Regions from separate parts of the Oryctolagus cuniculus genome. Here region 2 is linked to region 1. A link is a contact called in public Micro-C data. All regions are on one chromosome and are shown on one strand. The core of a region is the stretch at or near the end of the contact, and the rest is flanking DNA. Distances in the headings are between cores, read along the strand shown. Region 1 holds the start of PXDN (peroxidasin). Region 2 has its middle 110 kb from the start of TPO.

The links. Hi-C and Micro-C count contacts between places; a contact is called where the count stands out from the background.
Region 2: a contact with region 1 is called in a Micro-C map of ear pinna, with 4 times the contacts expected there. The contact joins the enhancer-like site here to the promoter of PXDN in region 1. A contact is called at or near these places in 3 of 6 Hi-C or Micro-C datasets (ear pinna, psoas muscle and an unstated tissue).

The regions. Positions count from the first base shown.
Region 1 is chr2:199,296,636-199,300,375 of mOryCun1.1, reverse strand. PXDN (peroxidasin) reads right to left here and starts at 1,733. Exons shown (of 23, transcript XM_070069761.1): 1 at 1,415-1,733. The coding sequence starts at 1,614.
Region 2 is chr2:199,412,614-199,416,353 of mOryCun1.1, reverse strand. No RefSeq gene overlaps it. Among named protein-coding and RNA genes, the nearest start is that of TPO, 110 kb to the left of the region's middle. Within about 2 kb of position 1,708, at least 4 of the 8 cell types and tissues checked have an H3K27ac peak or open chromatin away from gene starts, as enhancers often do. A contact at or near this core is called in ear pinna, where this site is marked.

The sequences.
Region 1 (3,740 bases), core at 484-2,983:
TGCCCCCACCTGCCCTTGCTTCCACAGCTGTCAAGTGGGCGTGTTTGGTCTCTGCTCACCTGCTCCAGTCTTCGGGGATCCAGGGATCCCCTTCACCTAGCATGCACTCCACCTGTCACTCATCTGAAAACTACCAAATCCGGGAAAAGCAAGCAGATCTGGAGCTGCCTGTGATGTCACTGCCCTCTGGTCCTCAGAGGCTTCTGCTGAGGGCCACACCGGGCAGGGCAGGGCAGGGCCCCAATTTTGCTCCAGAACACGTACTCCGACCTATTACTCTTTTCAAAAGGCAGTTCCCATTTGTTAGCAACACGCGGGGCAAGCGTGAAGGCTCCGATCAGAGGGAAAATGGCTTCCCCGCAGCACTCGCTGAGGAACTTCACCAACTCTGCCCATGTCGGGTCCTCTGCGCCGAGGGGCTGCTCCCCGGACGCGCAGGCCGGGCTGCCCACCAGGCTCTGCAGGCCAGCGCAGCTCTCCCTCCAGCGGCCCAGGGGGCCCCAGTACCGCGCAGACGCCAGGGGAGAGGGGCCGGGAGGGCTGCGTGCTGTGCCTCGGAGGTAGGAGCCGCAGCCGCTCGCTTCCTGGACGGTTCGCCCAAGTTTTCAGGGCTTTCGCGGGCTCCTTGGCGGTGCCAAGTCCTCCGGCTCCGCCAAGAAAAGGGAAAACTATTTTTGGCATGCAGACGGGCAGCTGCACTGGCGTCCTCGAATTACCGTTGGCGCCTAAGACGCAGCAGACCTCGCAGACTCCAAGAGTCCCGCGTCCACGCCGCAGCCCAGGTCCCCCGGGGGGTCGCGGGCGCGCGATCCGCGGCGCCGACCCCGACGCCAGGTGTCCGCCGAGTTCGGCGCGCGCGCGCGCAGCGCCGGAGCCAAGGCGCCGCTCAGAGCCACGGCTTCGTCCCGAACCGGGGCCGCCCCGCTCGCCGCAGGCGCAGGGGAAGCCCTGGGGACACCCGGGCGAGCGCGGAGGACCCGCGAGGGGATTTCCCGGTGCAGGGCTGGGGCGGACACCGCCCTCCGCGCGGAGGGGGGGCGGAGAGGCGCCCAGCAGGGAGGGCGGAGGAGGGGACCAGGGGGGACGCGGCCGGGGGCGCGCCGCGCTCGGAGCGGGGGAGGGCGACGAGCAGGGAGGACGCGGGGCGGCCGCGGGCGCGGGCCAGGCCGGGCCGGAGGAGCAGGCGGGAAGTGGCGGGCGAGGCAGGGCTTCCCCCGGCTGCTCCAACAACTTCCCGGGCCAGCGGGGATCCCAGATTCTGAACAAAGGCGGCTCCCAAGGCCGCGCACTCGGCGCTCGGGTCCGCCCCTCGGCGTCCGGGCCGGGCGGACAAAGGCCGGAGCGCCCACGCCCGCGCCGGGCCCCCGATGCCCCCAGCCCCGGGACCCCCGAAGCGGGGCCCGGCCGCACTCACAGGATGGAGGTCTGCGGCGCCACGGCGGGCACGGCCTCCAGCAGCAGATGCATACAGCGCACGGTGGTGCGGAAGCACAGACAGCGGCTCGGACACCCGGCGCCCGGCTTCTGGGCGACCGCGACCAGCGACCCCCAGCCGCAGCAGAGCACGAGAGCCAGCAGGCAGCGGCGCACGGGGCCCGAGGGGCGCGCGGCCATGGCCGACGGCGCGCACGGACGCTCAGGCTCACGGACAGACCACGGACAGCCCGGCGCGTCCACCGCCGGCTCCCGACTGCGCCCGCCCGGCCGCGGCCCACGTCCCAGCTGTGCGCGGGGGGCGGGGGGCGCCAGCTGCGCACATGCGCGCGGCTGCTCCCTGCCCCCTCCGGCTGCCCGAGGGCCGGGGCGGGGCGAGACCCGGGCCGCGGCGTCCGGTACTGAGCCGCCAGGCGGATAGAGGCGCGCGCGATCTGGACGCCCTGGGCGGCGGGGAGGGTTAGGGCCCGGGTTTGAATCCCCGCTTCTGCGCTTGGAACGGGACTTCTGCGAAGTCCTTCCCCGGGTCCTGGCCGTGGCTCCTGCCTGCGTGCGCTGCGGGTTAGGTCCTCGGCTACCTTTCCGACACTGCGGAGCGCGCCCTGGGTCCAGGCAGGCGTCAGGCAGCTCCCGCGCCCTCTCCGATCCATCTCTCCCCCTGAGCTTCAAATCAACTCGCTTTAGCAAACAGCCTTGGTTTCCCTGCTGCAGGCGGAGGCCGGCCCGGCCCGGGCCTGTTAATCACCCCACGCCGCCTGTTTCAGGGCCCCTCCGTGGAAGGAAGGGGCCTTCGAGAGAGGAGGTCCCAGCTGGATGCCCACCTGTTGGCGCCTTCCCTGAGACGCCGCCCAGGAAGGGGACCCGGGCGCTCAGCCCAAGTGCAGTTCAGGGAGGCTGAGGTTCCAGCACGCACCTCTAGGCCCTCGGGCACGTTCTGCATCCCTGCCCACGGGCTTGTTCTCTCATTTTGCAGGTAAGAAAGTAAAGGCGAGCCGTTTGCCCAAAGCCAGATTCAGAGGGGAGCCGAGTTCTGTTCTCTTCTCAACCACGGGGACTCTCCGCCCCTCCCTTCTCCCCCTCCATCAAGGTGAGGGTGAGGGCATCCGGGAAGGGCCGGCCCAGTCACAGGTGAGCCCTTGAAGCAATGGAAGCAGCTTGAGACAGCCAGCACCTGTGGGGGCAGCAGGGGAGGGGGAGGGGCTGGGCTCTCCGGGTCGCAGGTGCACTCTGAGCTCTGCTCTTCCAAGCCGGCCCTCAGTGGAGAGGCCAGGAAGCCTCAGCTCCAGGCCCTGTCACTCTCCCCGCCGACTGCTGGTGACACGTGGCCTCCAACCTCCTGGAGCCGGCCTTGGAAGGAAGAGAGAATAAGACAGGGAGCGGAAACCCTGTTCTGACCCCTCCTAGGAGGTGGCGGTGGCTCAGCTACAGCCCAGGGTAGGGCCCACACAGGGGCGGCACCAAGTAGCTGCTCAGAACACCATGTCCCTGCCCCTCCTCGGCCTCATGCGAATGCGCACCCTGGGAGGCAGCAGGCAATGGCTCAAATGCTTCAGCCCCTGCCACCAACGTGGGGGAGCTGAACCGAGCTCCAGGCTCCTGGCTCCAACCTGGCCCAGCCTTGGCTGTTGTGGACATTTGGGGACTGAATAGGCAGAGGGACGATCTCCCTCCATCTGTCTGTCTCTCTGCCTTGCATATAAAATCCAAACAAGTTTCTATTGTTTTTAAAGGAGCGTAAGAATGACGGGAGCCAGGGCCTTGGGGTCCTCTCAGAGGCCCCCTACCATGGCAGGCTGGCTGACTGGCTCTGCTGAGTCTTCCTGGAACCAGGGACACAGCAAGAGAGGTGGGGCCACGGGCAGGGCGGGGTCCCCATCCAGCAGTGGACCGCAGTAAGTCCAGGCGCCACCTGCATGGGAGCAGGTCTTATCCCTGCTGAGGGCACAGTGGGACCGACGAAGCCGGTGGCCCCCAGCATGGGCACGGTGTCAGGGCCCAGGCACCCATCCCTCTGACCACCTGGCTACAGATTCGGAGGTTCCCAGGAGCCCGCTCCGGTCCAATGACTCACGGGGACCATAAACAGGGAGGTGCTACCGTTGAGTCCTGGGTTCATCAGAGCTGAGCCCACCAGCTGAGTCACTGGGGTCAGCTCGGGGAGTGTCCCAGATGCAGTCTGTGCTCTTGCCCAGGAATCAGGAGGGGTCACGGTCACGGTCACTGCCCCAGCGCAGGGATGGCAGTGGTCGCCACGGTTTCTGCCGGGGGCCAGGCCTGGCTGAGCGACTGGCCCCCAGCTCCCCTCC
Region 2 (3,740 bases), core at 459-2,958, 120 kb before region 1:
TGAAACTTTTGGATTTCAGAATGGTTTTGGACAAAGATCTAATTCCATTTTTGATGAGTTTTTAAGCCCCCCTCAAACAATTTTAGGGAGAAATCTGGCTCTAGGAGATGCAGGAGAAATTCTATGAGAAGCTGCATCAAGGGCCAAGGAGCAGGCCAGCCCTAGAGGGGCAGGTGGCGCCCCTCGGCCATGGCCCTGTCCAGATGGGGATGGTGACCTCCAGGTCGTGTGGCCCTGAGAGTGGACAGCAGCCCAGCCAGGGGCAGAGCCCAGTCCGGAAGCCATGAAGGGCCGAGAGTGTGCGGGGAGCAGCCCTGGCGGTGCCTCTGGGGGAAGGTGCTGCAGGCCTGGCCCCCGCGTCGGGTTGCCAAGTTGAACCAACCTGGCCATCAGGAACAAGATGGACAAGGGCCGATGGCACCCAGGCCAAGTCTACACAAGACACGGCCGTGGGAGGCCATGCTGACCTGTGCAGCGGGCGCTCGGTAGCCACCAGCCTGTCCCACCTGTCTGGGCGGCAGTGCCGGGTGCCGTGGCCTCCGCCTTCCGTGACTGGATGATCGCTGTTCCCACACCCACAAGGCCCCTGCCTGGAGCGGCTCGGATGCCCAGGGCCTCTCCCAGAGCAGAGCCCCAAATTCACTCCGTAGGAAAGCAACTGGAGCACATGCGGCAGACCGAGCGCCAGGCCCGACACCCCTGGTCAGAGCTGGCTCCGGGCTTGGAGCAGGGCTCACTGAGCACTTGCCACATTCCACACCCTCTGCCAAGCGCCAGCCGTTCAGGCCGAGGAATCCAGACGCCGTCTTCCTCGAGCGCAAGCTTCAGACAAAACTGCAGACAAAAACAATTTGTGGCAATTTTCTCTTTTTTTTCTTACCCATGGAGTCTGCGTTTGCAGTCTCCCAGGCGGAAAGCAGGAGTGGCTGCCACAGCTCCGGCCAGGGAGGCGAGCAGGAGCCGCAGATGGGGTTTCCAGGACGCTCTAAAGGGGGCGGCCCTGTTGGCAAGCACGCATTTGCTCTTGGCCCTCCTCTCTTCCTGCTGCTTGGAACAAATACAGAATGGCAGGAGCCCCAGTAGCCACCGTGAGAACACGAGTAGGAGGCCCCTTGAGGAAGTGCAGCATCAACAGGGCCTGCCTCCAGATTCCAGGCCTGCAAGGGGACAATACAGGGCTGTGTTTTCCCGTGGCTCCCACGGGCTGTTCTGTTGTCCGTGCCCACCCCCATCTGGGATTCAGCAGCTGGAGCCAGGCTCTGGTGGACTACAAGTAAACAAGCGCATCAGGGCGATGATTTCAGCTTGGCGCCCAGGCTGCAGAGGAAGGGACGGGCCAGCCCAGCAGCCGGCGGAGGGCTGGGCCTGGCAGGGCCTGGCTGGGCCTGGCTGGGCCGGCGGGCTGTCTGGAGGGAGGGGCGTGCAGGTAAGCAGGCCCCGGATCAGGAGCTGGCCGTCCAGACAGGGCAGCGGCGAGCAGCGGGTCATGCCTGGGCCCAGCCAGGGCAGGGCTGAGACAGCCAGAACACCCTGGGCACGGGTGTGGACCACGCGCTGTCTTCGGGCCTAGTTCTTTAGCAATGAGCAGCCCGGGGGCGAGGCGGGCTTCCCCGCTGAATCGCCTGGGACATGCTGGCCAAGACGTGTGGGCAGCCCACGATGGGCGGTCTGTCGGGCCACCTCCCGGCTCGCCCACGCCACACAGGCACTCCTGAGCTGTGCCAGCCAGAGGTGTCCCCTGGCCTCGGCCAAGGTCTCCCCGCAGAATCGCCCCTGTGAAGGGGCGCGGGGGGGGGTGGCGGTGGCCTGGCGGTGCCCGTGGTGCAGAGGCGGGGAGTGGGGGAGACGGGAACCCCGAGCCCCCTGTGGAACAGGCCCCGGGCCGCCTCCGGGATGCCCTCGGGAGCGGCGGAAGCATAGCCCTCCTGGGACCCAGGGGCCAGGCCAGACCACGTGACCTGGGCAGGGCACCCGGAAGTGACGTGGGGGTTTTCCTGGGAGCCCCCGGCCAGCTCCGGGCAGGCTGAGACGGTGGAAGGCAGCCTGTGGTGGGACCGGCCGCCGGCAGCGCGCGTCACCTCCTCCGAGCCGTCACCAGGATGGCAGGACAAACCTGACGCGCTCCGGAGATGGCGTCGGCGTGTGCTGGGGGAGCGACGAGGGGTGCGAGGTGGCTGTGGGGGCCACGCTGCCAGGACCGGCACTGAGGGAGGCAAGGGGCGGCCAGGGACGGGGACAGAGAGGGGGACGCGCAGTGCCTCCTGGCCAGCAGCCTCCTGCGTTGTGGTGACCGACAGCGGGGTAGCCTTGACTGACACGCCCACTCCGTCGTGCTCCGAGGCTTCCCAAAAAGGCTAGAAAATGGACGCTTTCCTGGAACTCCCCACCCTGTGCGGGAACTGCCCAGGGCACCACCCCTCAGGAATACTCCCTGTTCCTACTCTTGACAGAAAGGACAGCCCAGACCTCGGGCGTGCACTTCCGCCCAGGATAAATCTTAGCCCCAACACCTTCCTTCCCCTGTCAGAGAGAAGCGCCCCCGGACCGACCCGGCCACCCCACCGCGCCGCCTCGCCCGGCCCAGCCGCGCCTCAGCCCGGCCCAGGGGCTCCGGCAGCTGCCGGCTGAGGGCGCCCTTGCCCCAGGGCTGCGGGCCCGCCGGGCACTGCACACGGGCTGGAAGTCAGCCTGCAAGGATTGTGTGAACACAGCATGAGTGAGCAGGCCGTCCCAGCGTGGCTGGGAAGCAGCCTCTGGGCCAGTTCCCGTGCCTCTGGGGCCCCGCCGGGGCAGAAATTCCTGCTGGCTTGTGACAGAGCAGCTTTCTCAGGGCTGGGAAACCAACCCTGACCAGAAAGACCCTCTCTAACAAGCTGGAAAGCACCTGGAGAGAAACTGGCGCAAAGAGCTGGCCCCAGCAGTCCCAGGATTTCAAAAACTCAGAGCAAATGCCTAAACTGGCCCAACAGAGCAGCACCGCAGGCCGTGGCGGCATGGCTGGAAGGTTCTAGAAGACCTGCATCAGAGCACAGACGCTGCTTGGATCATTAATGTGTGTCCATCATAAGCTGCACTCAGTAGTGATCCTGTGGCTTGAGACCTCCAGAGCCCATCGAGGGCCCGCCTGGCTCCCAGGAACTTCACCTAGCCAAGCCGCTAATGGTTAAGATAGCGAAAGTGAGAGACAGTGCAGGAAGTGAGCAAAGTCTGCGTGACTGGTCAGCGGCCCCCACAATGCAGCTCGCTGCAGGCTTCCTGTGAGTCACAAACGTCACCAGCCACAAGTGACCGTGGTGCTGCCATGTTCTGAACGTCCTTGTCCCCTGAAGTCAGGAGCGGAAATCCTAACCCCTCGTTGGAGGGAATCCGCAGGGGCACCTTAGAGAGGTCTTGATGGTGGAGCCTCAGGAGGGGCCAAGACGCCCAGGCCTGCCTCTGCTCTCCCCTCCCACCGTACAGGCTGAGAGGGAACTGCCCGAGAACCAGGAGTTGGTCCTCCCCTGCCAGAGAGCCTGCCAGAGAGCCTGCCAGGGAGCCTGCCACGGAGCCAGCCACGGAGCCAGCGACGCCTTGAGGTGGGACTCCCAGCCTCCAGGTCTGTGAGCAGTGCCTTCCTGTGCTCCCAAGCTGCCAATCTCAGGTGCCGTGTGAGAGTGGCCGGGCAGTCAGCGCGGGATGGTGGTGATGGGCGCTTGTCCTTTGTTTTCATTTCCTGGATTCCAGTCACAGCGGCTGTGAGG